Linked DNA regions of Zea mays: region 2 is linked to region 1. The links are chromatin contacts, called in public Hi-C maps. All regions are on one chromosome and are shown on one strand. The core of a region is the stretch at or near the end of the contact, and the rest is flanking DNA. Distances in the headings are between cores, read along the strand shown.

Region 1 (6,965 bases), core at 1,663-4,162:
AACGCCCAAAAAATTTGCGCAATTTGCGTGGTCCGTGCGATTCGTCACTACGTGTCTCGCAAACTTTCAGCATCTTCAAACCGCTTCTCTACTGTTCGCGTTCGTGTAACGTCCAGATATTTAACTGCAAGTTACGGTGTGTTATTTGTATAGTTAAACTACTCTACCTTATTTGTAATAGTAACAATTAAAACTTTTACCACAGAAAGAAAGAAAAAAACGAGTATACCAACGCACGCCGTACTGTTCTTCATCAATCAATCCTTCAATCACGGTCGCGATGGCCAAAGCGCCTACGCCCTGCCTCTGCCACCTACAACCGACGCCGCCATAGACACCATCGCGATCGCCGAGGACGAGGCCACCATCACATCCTCCACCGTCGACGCCTTCACCGCGACGACCGCACTCGCCTGTGACGTCACTGGTCGCCGGAACCACAGTCTCCGCGACCGCCAACAAGCGACACACATGCATCATGGCTAAGGAAAAGAAGGCACATACACATGACACTCCTAAGTACACTTCTAGTGACGAGGAATCTGATGATGATATATATTATAGCGATCTTTTTAAGAGCTTGGATAGATCTAAAGTAGATAAAATTAATGAATTAATTGATGCTCTTAACGAAAAAGGTGGATTGCTAGAAAAGAGCCGTTGAAGACGTATACATCGCATCCTCAAGAAGACGTATATGAGCTCCTAACATGTAACAAATCCAATGTTTCTTATTTTGGTGTATTTGGGAGCTAATACTACATCTTGGTCAATAAAGGTAGATATTCAAAGCTTGCTCCCAGAGCCGTTGAAGGGTTTTTACTTTGTTATGATTCAAATACAAAGACATATAAAGTCTTCAACATATCTTCAGATTTAGTTGAAGTCACTAGTGACGTTGTATTTGATGAGACTAATGACTCTCCAAAAGTGCAAGTTGATCTTGATGACTGAGATAAAAACGAGATTCCAACGGCCGCAATAAGGACTATGGAGATAGACGATGTGCGACCGCAACAACATCAAGTACAAGATTAGTCTTCTTCCTCGACGATGGTGTAACCCCCAACTTAAGATGAGGAATATGTACCTCGAGACGACGACATGAATAAGAGGGGCACTAGAACTAGAAGAAAAAGAGGAGGAAGGCAATAGGTATATCGACCCGATGTACTTGCTTGGCTATATGCGTAAGTTAAGTATGTCGGTCTATTAAAGTAATAACGTCGGTTTATGACCTAAACCGACGTTCTTTAATAGTATATCAGAGAGATAAAAAAGATAAAGAAAAAGAAAGTCTTTTACAAGTGTCTGTCCAGAGACGAGGCTCACGGGACAGGACCACCGCGAGCACGGAAATATATAGTCAAACGAAATGTCCCTCCCTCGCTCCCCTGGAGATTATGACTCGGAATCATGAGGTCGCCTGCTATTTGGTGTTATCCCTGCACAAAGGGATATGCTAGAGAGTGAGTGAGAGAGACAGAGCAAAAAAGACACAAGTCTAGTGCATGCATGCCTGATTATACAGCACCTCCGTCCGTCCATGGATGTCCGCCTTTAAATTTTATTTTGCAGGGATTTCAGAGCTTTGTGTTTGGAATGCATGATTGGGTTTCAAGTGCCTGAGAGCGCAATCGATTGCAACCCAGATGCCCACAAGGCTAAACTATCAACTCAAGTGGAGTGCTGCCTTGAATTTGAAATGGCGTCACGCACCCAGATGGCCATCAGCGTGAGTGCGTGCGTGTTACAGATTGCGCGTGTCGCCGCTACAGTAGCGAACGCTCTCTAGTACTAGGCAATTCATGGAGGGTGGTGGTGCTGCTGGCCTGCTGCTGCACCGGCGGTACGGATGCATGCGACCAGCACGAGGCTTGGTCACTCATGTAGGAAGCACTGGAGCAGCGGGAGGGGGAGGAGGACGAGGACGAGGACCGACCGGGCGGCCCGCCGCGGCGTCAGCCACCAGCAGCAGCGCGGCAGCACAGCGTTCCGCGGCTCGGGAAGGCTTAGCTTGTTGCGCACTCAAAGCCTGGCGGCCCCGGCCCCGGCCCCGAGCACGGACAGGCACGCGGCCCCGGGAGCGGGCAGCCGGCAGCGTACGGCGCACGTGCGCCGCGTGTGCGCGCCCCCGCCTAGGAAACAGTGGTCGGCACGCCTGGCCACCACACACGGCCGGGCCCGGGGCCGGGGCCGCGACGGCGACGCCACTTGACCTCACGCTCGCTCGGTCGGCCTGGCTCGCCGGCGTGCAGCCTACTCCTCCGTCTGCCCAGCGAGTCGGGTCGAGAGTGTGAAACGCGGCCCGCACTCCTCCCGTGTTGTTTTGTTTGGCGTCGCGCGCGTGTTTTTGCTGCTGCTGCTGCGGCGGCGGCCGTCGGCGTCGTGGGTGGCGAGTGCACACGGCGTGGTGTGGGGCGGCGGGGCCGTGTACCCGTGCCGTGCCGTCGCGTCGCGTCGTTTGGCAAGCCACGGGTCAGGCTGACGGTGACGGCCGACGCTGACGAATCCATAGACATAGCCATAGCTCTAGGTTGCCGCGGTGTGTGCTCGCTCTGTAGTTGTCTGCTCCCGTTAAAATTTCGGACGAGACTTGAGGCGACGCCGCCCTCCTCCCGTCCTCCGTCGCCCTGTCCCTGTGCGGACTGACGCGCAGGCAGGCATTCCGGGCCTTGGGAGGCACACACCTCGCTCGCACCGCTAGCTAGTACTGTAGAGAGAGAGAGAGAGGGCAGTGGCAGCAGCGCAGGCAAGCAGGCAAGCAGGCCTAGGCGGCTAGGCTGCTATGGCAGGGCGAACGCGGCCAACGGGGGCGAGACACGAGGGCGTGCAGGTCCCGATGGAGGGGACGTGAACGTGACAGACGGGGCTTCCCTTCTTCCACAATGACCCAAAAAATCCTCACAATCTCAACGCCAGAAGCCGTCGTCCTTTCGCACAGTGAGCCTAGCCGCGTAGCTAGGACGGTCCACGAAGGACAAATACAGTTTGCTCGTCTTCTTTGCCCCCCATACCACCGGCTTCGCCTCGCCGGGCTGGCTAAAGTTGGTTTCGTAAAGTTGTCTTCGTTCTCGGTGGGTCGACCCCTCGCGCGCGCGTGGTGGGGCCGCCCCGTCGGCCGGCGACGTCCCCGTCCGCCGCTCGTCTCCCCCGTCGAGAGATTCCGACCAACCCGGCCGGTCTGGTTCTGGTCCCGGTCCCATGGGGGGGTAAAGCTGGCGACGTCCTCGGTGGTGGTGCTGCTGCGGACCTGCGCAGGCGATCAACAAGATACCCAAACCAAAGGGCGGATGATGGATCACGGACGGATGGCCGTGGAAGCGTCACAGCCCAAGCCGGGTGCTGGACAGAAAGGGACGATGGCCAAAAGAGGGAGGGGGGGAGAATTCCCCGTCTCCTTCCTAAAAGGCGATGAGCACCGCTCTCCTCTCCTCTCCTCGTCGTCCCCGTCCCACATGCTTCTCTACCGGTTAGCCCATCCCTCTCTTTCCCATGTATTCCTTCCTTCCTGGCCTTGCCGTTATTTGAATTTTGAACCCGGAGCAGAGCACTGTGCGCACGCCTACGTAGGGAACGGGGGGAGGAGGGCTGGCCGCCGTGCAAGCAAAGGCGGTCAAAAGAGTCCAAGGGGCGCGGCATTTTGCAGGCGAGGCCACGCACGGTGGCAGGAGAACACAGCGTGAGCGACGCCAAGCCACGCACAGCCCCTGCGCTACCCACGAGGAAAAGAGGGCGGGTCAGACGAGTTAATTAACAACCCCGAAGCAAAGCCATATGCCATTTCATAATCCTTGTCGCCGGCCGGCGGCGTGTCCTCGGGGCCCCTCGAGCCACGGCGCTCGACGGAAATACCGCTACGGCGCAGCTACGCAGAGCACGGAAAAAAACACGCGCACCAGAGACCCCATCAGCCAGGGGACGCCGTAAATGTGCCGGTTCCGCTGCGATCCCAGCGACCAAGACCGGCTCCGGCAATTACTGCTGCGTACGGCCCTCCGGTGCGAGGCGAGCAAACAGCGGGCCGTATGGGGAACCGTCGCGCCGTCCGTCGTGCAACACACTGCTGCCCGCCCAGACGAGGCGACAGACAAAACCAGAGACAGCACGTCGCTAATTACTCATGACTTGATTATAATCCCCGACGATTACTGATAACTCGGTGAGCAAGGGGCAGACAGACAGCCTCGCTCGCCCCGGTCAAGGACTCTTCTTCCTCCTTGCCGGGGGGGTAGATGCTCGGCACACATGGCAGCAGCGGCGGCGGCGGGGCCACAAGGACGCACTGCAGAGCCGGACGGACACCTCTTATCTCTCTCTCTCTTCACCTTACGCTAAAAGAATTAACGACTAGGACCCAAAAAAACAACAACAGCACGAAAACAAAATTGGCCGGACGGGCTAGGCGGATCCGGTGCGCAGAGGGAGGGGAGGGCTGGCGGGCGGGCGGGAGCGCTAGACGACGGGCAGCGGGTCGATCTGGAACAGGTCGGTGATGTCCTGGAAGAAGTCGTCCACCTGCTGCCACCTCGCCGGCGACGCCGCCTCCGCGTCGGACGGGCACTCGTCGGGGCTCGCCGCGGGGAACGGCTCCGGCAGCGGCGGCAGCTTCTCCTCGGGGATGTCCGCCAGGAAGTCCAGCGTCGGCTCCGGGAAGTCGGCCAGCAGGTCGAAGTCAGTGTACAGCGGGGGGAAGTCGCCGCCGAAGCAGTCGTCGTTGGCGAAGAAGGGGTATGCGTACACGCTGCTCCTGCTGCCGCCGACGCCGGTCGACTCGTCGGTCTCCGCGGCCGGCGCCGGTTTCTTGCAGGTGGCGTCGGCGGCCGCGGAGGACGGAGGGAACGTGCGGAGAACGGAGGTCGGCGAGGCCGCCGCGGCGTGGGACTCCTCGCCGGAGTCGTAGGAGGACGTGGCGGAGGACGACGCGTTCTTGGACGCCGGAGCCGGCGGCGGCTGCGGGAGGCGACCCGCGACCTCGTCGGGGACGGGGACGGGGACCGCCGCGTGCTCGAAGTTGGTGGTGGCGTCGGCCCCGCGGAGCTGGATGGCGGCCGAGTCGTACACCTTGGCGGCCTCCTCGGCGGTGTCGAAGGTGCCGAGCCAGACGCGCACCCGGCGCCAGGGGTCGCGGATCTCCGCCGCGTACTTGCCCCACGGCCGCCGCCGCACGCCGCGGAACCGGGGCTCGGCGCCGGCGCCGGCGCCGTCGGACTTCCTCTTCCGCCCCGGGAGGGCCAGCGGCCTGGGCCGCTCCCCCGCGACGGCCCTCGCGGACGCCGCCTCCTCCTTCACCGGCACCGCCCGCTGCAGCCGGATCTCCTGCACGTAGCGCTTCACCCTCCTGCGCGCGGCCGCGCCCTCCGCCTCGTCGCCGGACGAGTCGGTCGCGTCGTTGTCGTCGCAGAAGACCCGCACCGTCCTGGGCCCCGCCGCCGGCGCGGAATCCATCGCCCGGGAAGTGACCTCGACGTGCTCCGTCCGCTTCACCGCCAGGAACATCTCCTCCTCCATGGGCCACATCACTCCGCTCGCATTTGACTCCGCAACCAAGCTTGGACACCCGACTAAAACCCCTCAAGAAACCCTCTTCCGACGCTTTGGTATGTGGGGGATGGCACGGGCACCCGACCTCCTACGCCCCGGAGGTGGAGTGGAGACGCGAGGCACCGGGCTTGGGTGTGGTGGGGGTGGGTGTCTCTGCCGGCAGCACCGCCGCCTGGCCTGCTGCCCTGCGTGGGTGCTTTGATGCGCTCGCTGTCGCTGTTTGTTGTTGTTGCTGCTGCTGTGCTGGTAGGCTGAGCACCGGGAGTCCGCCCCACTTTTATAGCATCCCGGAGCCCATTTCGGAAAGCCCGGGGTTTTTGTTTACACCTCCAAAATTCTTTTTTTCTTCCCTCGCCTTTCCTTTCCTCCGGGTTGGGGTGGGGGTGTTTCTCGTACTCCGGCCCTTTTCACAGAAATTCCCCTCAAAAAGGACGTTATTTCAAATTTCGAAAGCGTGTGGTCTAGCAGACGAGCCGGTGAAAAAACGACGAAAAAGTGAATGCCCTGGCTGCTCGCTGGCTGGCAGAACTGCCTGTTTAACCGCAGGCAGTAAAAACAGATCGACGTACGCATCCTAACCACCTGCCCCCGTACGTTTACTTTTCCCACCGCACAGGCAAACACGCAGGCAGGCAGTAATTCCCCTGCGCAGGACCCACCTGTAAATGACAGCTGAGCCGGGTATCCAACGGTACCGGGCCGCCGTATCCTCCTCCGGTCCCACCTGCAAGCGACGCGGAGATTCTAGCGGCGGCCGACGCGTCGGGGGAGCTGCGCTTCCGGCGGCCCCACGTGTCAGGGGGCGTCACGTGAGCACGGCCTTGCACTTGCACGGGGTCGGGGTGGGGTTTAAGCTGTGGTCAAATCTTTGGGGGTGGTGAAAGGCCGCGCGGCGTGCCGACGGACGGACGTGCAGCGGCTTCCTTTCTCTCTCTCTCTCTTTTTTTTTTCTCTCCCTTTTTTTTCACCCCGGCCACTCCTGTGCTGTTAAGTGATCCAGTCGTGCAGTAATTTCGGGATTCACGAGGGATGCTGATGCCACGCGTAGTTTTTTCGTTGGAGATATTTCCGCCGGGGTCCTCTCTCTTTTTCTTTTCACTTGCTCGTGAACTGTTAATAATCTGATCGTTATCTTTTTCAGTCGGCCCGGGGCAGCAAAACGTCAGACAAGCGGTCTCCTTGCGTGCCAAGGCAAAGGGAGCCAACCCGCCCACCAAACCCCTGCGCTGTGAATTCCCCCCCCCCCCCCCCCCCCCCACACTTCTCGTTTAAAATCTGGAAAAAAAATCTCAAAATCGTTTTTTTTATCAGATCTTGGAGATACACTTATCTATGCTACTGCCATAAATGCAGTACTATGGAAACTGATCTTGGCTGGCGTGAATATGTTCTGGCGACAGAGGAGGCATACTGGAATGGCC
Region 2 (6,583 bases), core at 841-3,340, 56 kb after region 1:
TCCAAGCGTCATTTGGATCAATGCCCGCCGGGCCACAGCCCACAGCACACGGCGCCTAGAGCCATGTAAAGTCGTCTGGATGTCTGATTCGCACTGCCACAGTATGCATACTCCGTGGTACTATTGAGGAACCGAGCAATGCAGGCAGAGCCCAGAGATCCTTCGTCGTCGCCACACACACACACACACACACACCAGTAGCAACAACAGCTGCACTACCACAGCATTCTTGGGATGCATGATGTAGCGTCAAATTGTTCTTTTCTGCTGTGGACGTCGTCCTTGGCATGGGAATGCACAAACCCATTTAAGGCGCACATGAGGCAGGACGACCACTACGAGCTGTTTAGAGTTGGACGACTGAACTTGGCCTCCTCCTCGCTCATCTTCTCGAGTTTGGTTCCGCTTAATAAACAAGTGTCACGGAATGAAGCACGATCTCCATTGATTTGACTGCAGAGCTAGCCCTCGCTCGTACGTCCAGAGATGAGCTTTATTAATTTCAACTGCAACATCTAAGGTAAGGTTGTTCTCTTTGGCAGGGTTAAAAGGAGCTTCACCATCAGTGTATCAACACGGTTCGTAATACTGTTTTCGAACTTTTCTCTCTCCCCCAGTCCTCCTCAACTGACCTAGCTATAGGCCCATAAGGCTGCGTCCAGCAGTGGAGTTTGAAACAAAAGGTGAGATATGGAATATGATAGAAGAGCTGCTCAAGATAGTCTAACACACTTTTTTTTTCTCCTTTTGTTTCGCCGACTTTGGTTTCTCGCGTGATGCTATAGCAATAAGCTACGGTTGAGGCGCTATCAAGCAAAGAAGGATCTAAGGCTCTCTTTTGTAAGATATTGGGTTTTCTCGAAAAATGAAAGAGATGATAATAAAACAATGGGGTTGTGGTTGGATTAGCCTTCCTTTTTATTTATATGGGAATTACATATTCCAAATATTTGCCCCTAGCTAGGTGGATAGAGCCAATCCACTTTACCTCTCGGGGGCATTATGGTCCAACTCACCAAAACTTCACTTGGTTGTTCAGGTCTAAGCTTGAGAAATCGTCATCCCGATGGTTTTGAGGCAGAAACCGCCACAAAACTTAGTATTGTATCCAATACACTCCCTCTAAGCTCTAAACGCATGCCACCGCCAGTCCTTGGGCTACCGATCATCGGGTCCCCTATAAAACCTCAGTCCTTGGGCTACCGATAGTTTTTGTTCTGACTCGAGAGATAAACGAGTAATTTCGAGATCGCAAACGAGCCGAGCCGAGCCAAGCTAATTCTTTGTCTCGATATCCCGCTCGATCTAGATATATTCCTGAAGCAGTAGTTTTTTGTTAATGTAGAACTTATCTTTTGTCAGTCACTGGTAGGGCATCCTATCTAGTTAATATTACTGAGTACGTACTTGCACTCAAAATAATTAGTGCTAGGGCAGATTACTACTGTACCACGGTACGTGCTCGCTTTTGACCCCGAGCTAAAACCGAGACGAACGGAAAATTGAAAAACAACAACGACAAGAAGAAGATGTACGCATGCAACTAATCATGCATGCGACTTTGTTTTTTGAAGGCTGCATTGGCAGTGCAACAGCAGCAGGCAGGCAGGCAGGCAGGAGGCGGGGCTTAATTAGAATAGCATATCCCTAAGCCAAAAGGAAAGAAAAAAAAATGGGCTCGCGGTCGTACGGCCGGCGACCAGATCCGGCCACTTCCTTCCGACAAAACAATGAGGCGTCGTCGCGATGGCCGTACGTACTGTTTCCCTCTGCCTGTCCTGCATAAACAAGGCCATATCATCACACACACACATTTGTGTGTGCAGCCTTGATTACGGAATGCAACGGGTGTTGGTTGTGTTCCTGCTGATATGATCGAGCATGTACCATGCATGCAGTGAATTGAATAAACATTGTTACATTCGTGATCAAACGGCGTAGTACGCGCCGGGCAGTGAAATCCTATGCGGTACCGTCGAGCTCGCGCGCGCAGCAGCAAGTCGCCGTCGCACGGCCAGGCCAGATTCTCTGCTCCCAGCTGGCTCTTGCTGAGTCCGTCCTCGGCAATTCATTGCGCGTACATGTGCTCAGCTCCCTCCCAGCAGCTTGCAGCGCAGTTGCAGTGTGGGTACAGTACGTACAGTACAAGCGCAGAGCGTACGCATACGTACGGAGTACAGTAGCAGTACGCTAGGACGTGTACGCACGTGTGTGCTATTTTACGTACTGCCTGTGCAGATTTGGAATGGGATTCCATCGACCGTCACCTCTGTTTCTATTTTTTTTTTTAAAAAAAAAAACAAATTGTGACCTGTCCAATAAATAAATGGGGGTGTTTGAGTTCACTGACACTCCGCCTGATTGGTTAGACGGACCAGCCGCGCTTGGATCCAGTGAGGCGTGTGGCCGTGGTCCATGAAAAACGCACCGTTTAGGCGTATCCACTCATGCAACAAGGAGATATGTTTTTGGTATACGTTACATCTACATGTTCAGGATATACCAATCACGAGAACTATATCTGTTCAAACGTTGCATCAGACCGGATTCGTGTGGAATCTAAGGCCGGGTCGTAAGTTATTTAGCATGGCTCACATGGAAGACCCGAGTCGGGTCGAATAAATGGGGTGTTGTTTGACATCTCACCGATCGATCCAGCACCGTTTCTCCCGAAAGCCGGCCAGAACCTTTCCCTTCCACTGGCAACTGCCACTCACGCCATGCGATTGCCCCCGCCGGCGGGCGCCGGGCCTGCATTGGCCGGCGGCGGCTCGCAGCGGCGCAGCTCATGCTTGCATGTTTCCATCACATCACACACACACTTTGCGCTGCTAGCCTGTTGCTACTGCTCGTCGATCACTGCATGCAGAGACCATGCATGCACAACTCAACTCAATCATACAAACTACAGTTGTCGATAGATCGACTTATACGACAGTGCAAGTTCCCTTTCTTTTCCAGATGGATCGACGATTACAAAAGTACGCGCCATCATAAGCTCATAATTGTCGTCGTCCTTGTCATTGGTTCGATCGTGTGAGCAAGCTAGGGGAAGGGAACCAGCATCTTTGTGAAGCCAAAAATTCCGATGGAGGGACGCACATGCATGTTCAGTTCGGCGGCCGGACACTTGCACCACCAGCTGCTGCAGTGCGATGGGACACCAAGCATAGTGGGGGCGACGCGGCTGCTTGTTTGGCGCCTCTTCTTGTCCGCATGTTCTTGCATTGCATTGCATTGCTTTGCTTTGCTTTGCTCCGGCGGTGCTGTCTTCTCTGCCTCGTCGTCGTATGCAGCCGAAAGCCTTTTTTGGGATTTCCAGGTTTTTTCAATTCCGCAGGGGACACCTGGTTTCCTGGGTCGGGCCGGCCGGTCGCATCGCATGCACCCACTCGTGTGCACGAACGAAATAGCTAGCCTTTCCCATCCCTCACCTAAACAGCGCCTTTCAGCATGGAATCAGGGGGGATGATTAGACAAGTAAAAAAGCGATCGCTAGCTCGTGTAGCCATCCCCATCCATATGGCCACTCAAACCGTCCCTGTCAACTGAGATTTTTTTTATAAAATACTATTAATTGCAGTTGGCACTATTTTATGCCTCTCTTACTACAAGTACATACGTACTATTGCGACTGTGAGATTCTCAGGGCTTTGTTGTTTATTCTCAAGAGTTGTGTGTGCTAGCTAGATTAAGATTAGATCTCATATATATTGTGTTCTTCCTGTCTTTCTTTCTGCGACTTTTACAGTTACAGTTCAGAGAGGGCTCGATCGAAATACGGCCATGAATTCGTGCGGGTCCTCAAGGGCCGCCGAAATTTTATAAATTGACCTGCATTTCCAGCCTCAGATGACAACCAGGACAGAAAGAATTTGACCTCTAGTTCATATATATTGCGTTGCTGCATGCGCGTACGTACTTGAGTAAGTAATAAGTTGGTTGTGGCGAGATGATTCTGCTAGCTGCTGCTGATGCTGCCACTACTCGGCGTCGATCTCGCACCATCACAGGGAGAGAAAAAAAAACAAATCAGACTGCAGGAGACGTCTACCGGTAGGCTAGCTAGCTGAGGCCCTGAGCACCATGCACTTCCGTCGTCAGTATAGCTGCGACTGTTCTGAATGCGCGAGCACAGCGTCGTCAGTTATTGACGCCTGGAATATCATTCAGAAACTCAGAAGCGCGCAGGTCGTACTGATGCCTGCAAGCTGTAATAAACGAAGGATTATTGCAGTTGCACTACAGTCTTGTTCCTGGCTGGCTGTACTGCAAAAAAAAAAAGAAAAAGAAAAAGAAATTTAAGCTCCATATTGCGTGACGCAGGCCACGCATGTCTCGGCCTCGACGGGGATTCTCGATCGAGTGGATTATTCTACTGCTTCAACTTTGCAGCATGACTGTCGTTGCGTTACTGTATGCTGAAGTTTAACGATGCTACCATGAGGAAGAGCAGAATATAGCTTGCAGTGCCATGGACGAATGCATGCGATGATGCTGGTAGAATCCGAGACATGCTTGCAGTGACTAAACCCCCAGAAGCCAGAACTCGACCGTACGTAGTGCATTCAAGCTATGCAAACCCTATCAGCTCGGGGTGAGCTGGAAAAACTGGCCTCATCATCACCGAGCGAGAGACGCAATTATTATGCAGCCGTTAACAAGGACATATGATATATATGATGGCAGGAACAAAAGAAAAATCACGGCGAGAAAGCATCATATCATGCGGTCTCACAATAGTTGCCTGTTCCCTCTTGTCAGAAACGACACGCCACGCCGCGTCCCATTTATTCCCTGTAGATCAGGAACCATTTGTACAGGATGAAGTTTAAAAAATAAGGAATAATTAAGATAGACAATGTGATATAGAAGATTTGTTGGAGAGATAGCCTTATAACTGGATCCAAGTTTGCTAATGTTTTCTTCTTTATATCTGATCATCATCCATCTTATAAGTGTATATCTTCGATGTTATGAACTGAAACACATTGCCAGAGACCAGTACTGGTATCTGGTCTGCCAAAGGAGAACAGATGGATAATTAATTACTGAGAACAGATGGCCAGTGCTGGTATCTTCCGAGTAACACCTCTAGGTTCCGAGTACAATTCCTCGGTGCTCCGTTGCAGAGTGGGCGGTGGATTGAGTTCGAGGATTTTCTTAGCCAATACCATGTTTTGGTGTCTTCTTAATATACTAAGAGCAGAGTAGAGTTTTTTTTATATAATTTTGAACAGGACGAAATAAGTTCGACACGTTTAAACAATTACGTATCAGACCGTAAGCCGATAAACAGCCAAACAGGTCGGATATTTTTGAATGTACACCTATAATCCCACAACACAAATCTCTGAATTCAGTCTCTAAGAAAGCTCATACAGAGCCACAGAGGGAAGAAGATGACATGACTTGGTGCCTTGGTGGAAAGGTGGGAAGAATCCACCGAGCACAAACACCGCGGTGCCGGATAAACACGGCACGCATGTCCGAGTTTTAGGATCCAAAGCGCTGTCGGCGTTCTGAATGCAGGATATGACAGGTCCGGGTCCGGCCCGGAGAAGGGAGGAGGGGACGTTCGCAGAACGGCGGCCAGCCTGCCTGAGTGCCTCACTGACAGAAGCAGTAGCCGAGCTCTATCCACGCTATAGCTGCAGCTCTACCATATGCGGCCATGCCGCTCTGCTGCTTGACTCACGAGAAGGAAACCACGACACCACTGCAGACGGCACCGACGATTCATGGGATCCTGCAGAGCTTCTTTAGCATCGAATGCACGAGCACTCGAGCAGCGACGCTCCGGTTCAATTAGCTATCTGTCCTGTCGTGTCTCTCAGCTCTGAAGAACCGCCGTTAGCCGATTAGCGCGGCTGGAGTACACATGGGCCGGGCTCCCTCGTCTACATCCCCTGCCCCCTGGATCAATGAACTTATTATATCTTTAACTAATAACCTTATATGTTTTAAGTAATTATTCTAGTTTTGTGCTATAAATAACAGTTTTTTTCTCTCTCTATAAAATCCAGCCCATCTTGAAACTCTTGGGTTATTCAAGGAACGACGGACAATATCTGAACTTGTCAGCAGTTTGCACGTTCAGAGGACCGAGGAAACAGGGAAGGAACCAATGGAGCTGGTTCGTCTACACGATTAAAGAATACGGGTGGGGGTGGAATCTCGCCTTGGAAATTGTGGCTCTGGGCTCCATTGGCCCACTTACGACCATAGCGGATTCTCGGCTCCATTGCCGCCACAGCCACCCGTGTCCTGACTCCTGAAAGCAGCTTGCGACTGCGACTGCGACTGCGACTGCAACTCGCACTTGAAATCCTCAGCTCTAGCGGTGATTATGCTGCAGCGCAAGTTAGCACGCAGCGATCACTTCACTGACTCGCTGAGGAACTGCCTGTCTTTGTACAACATTATCCCCAGCTGGAGCCGGTTCAGTTCAGTCCATGATGGTGATGCCTGGACTCACTGGAGCACAGCACAGGGAGAGATGGCCATGATTAGTTCCTGAGCGGCCATGCTCATGCATGATGACCAAACAAAACTGACAGCAGCCGGTCGTCGAACACGTGCA

Evidence for each region. A called contact is a pair of places that touch in the nucleus more often than the background predicts.
Region 2: a contact with region 1 is called in a Hi-C map of root tip, with 4 times the contacts expected there. The contact joins the enhancer-like site here to the promoter of LOC103649555 in region 1. A contact is called at or near these places in 18 of 25 Hi-C or Micro-C datasets (bundle sheath, ear, endosperm and 5 more) and 3 of 3 datasets of contacts at active chromatin or transcription factors (leaf, seedling and shoot).

What each region holds. Positions count from the first base shown.
Region 1 is chr3:2,678,254-2,685,218 of Zm-B73-REFERENCE-NAM-5.0, forward strand. It overlaps LOC103649555, which reads left to right and starts at 2,913. Exons shown (of 4, transcript XM_023301951.2): 1 at 2,913-3,472; 2 at 6,686-6,772; 3 at 6,856-6,965. The coding sequence starts at 3,294. LOC103649554 (pathogenesis-related genes transcriptional activator PTI6) reads right to left here and starts at 5,983. Exons shown (of 1, transcript XM_008675276.4): 1 at 4,111-5,983. The coding sequence starts at 5,520. The coding sequence ends at 4,456.
Region 2 is chr3:2,735,036-2,741,618 of Zm-B73-REFERENCE-NAM-5.0, forward strand. No RefSeq gene overlaps it. Among protein-coding and RNA genes, the nearest start is that of LOC103649556, 12 kb to the right of the region's middle. Within about 2 kb of position 2,091, at least 10 of the 20 cell types and tissues checked have an H3K27ac peak or open chromatin away from gene starts, as enhancers often do. A contact at or near this core is called in ear, root tip and tassel, where this site is marked.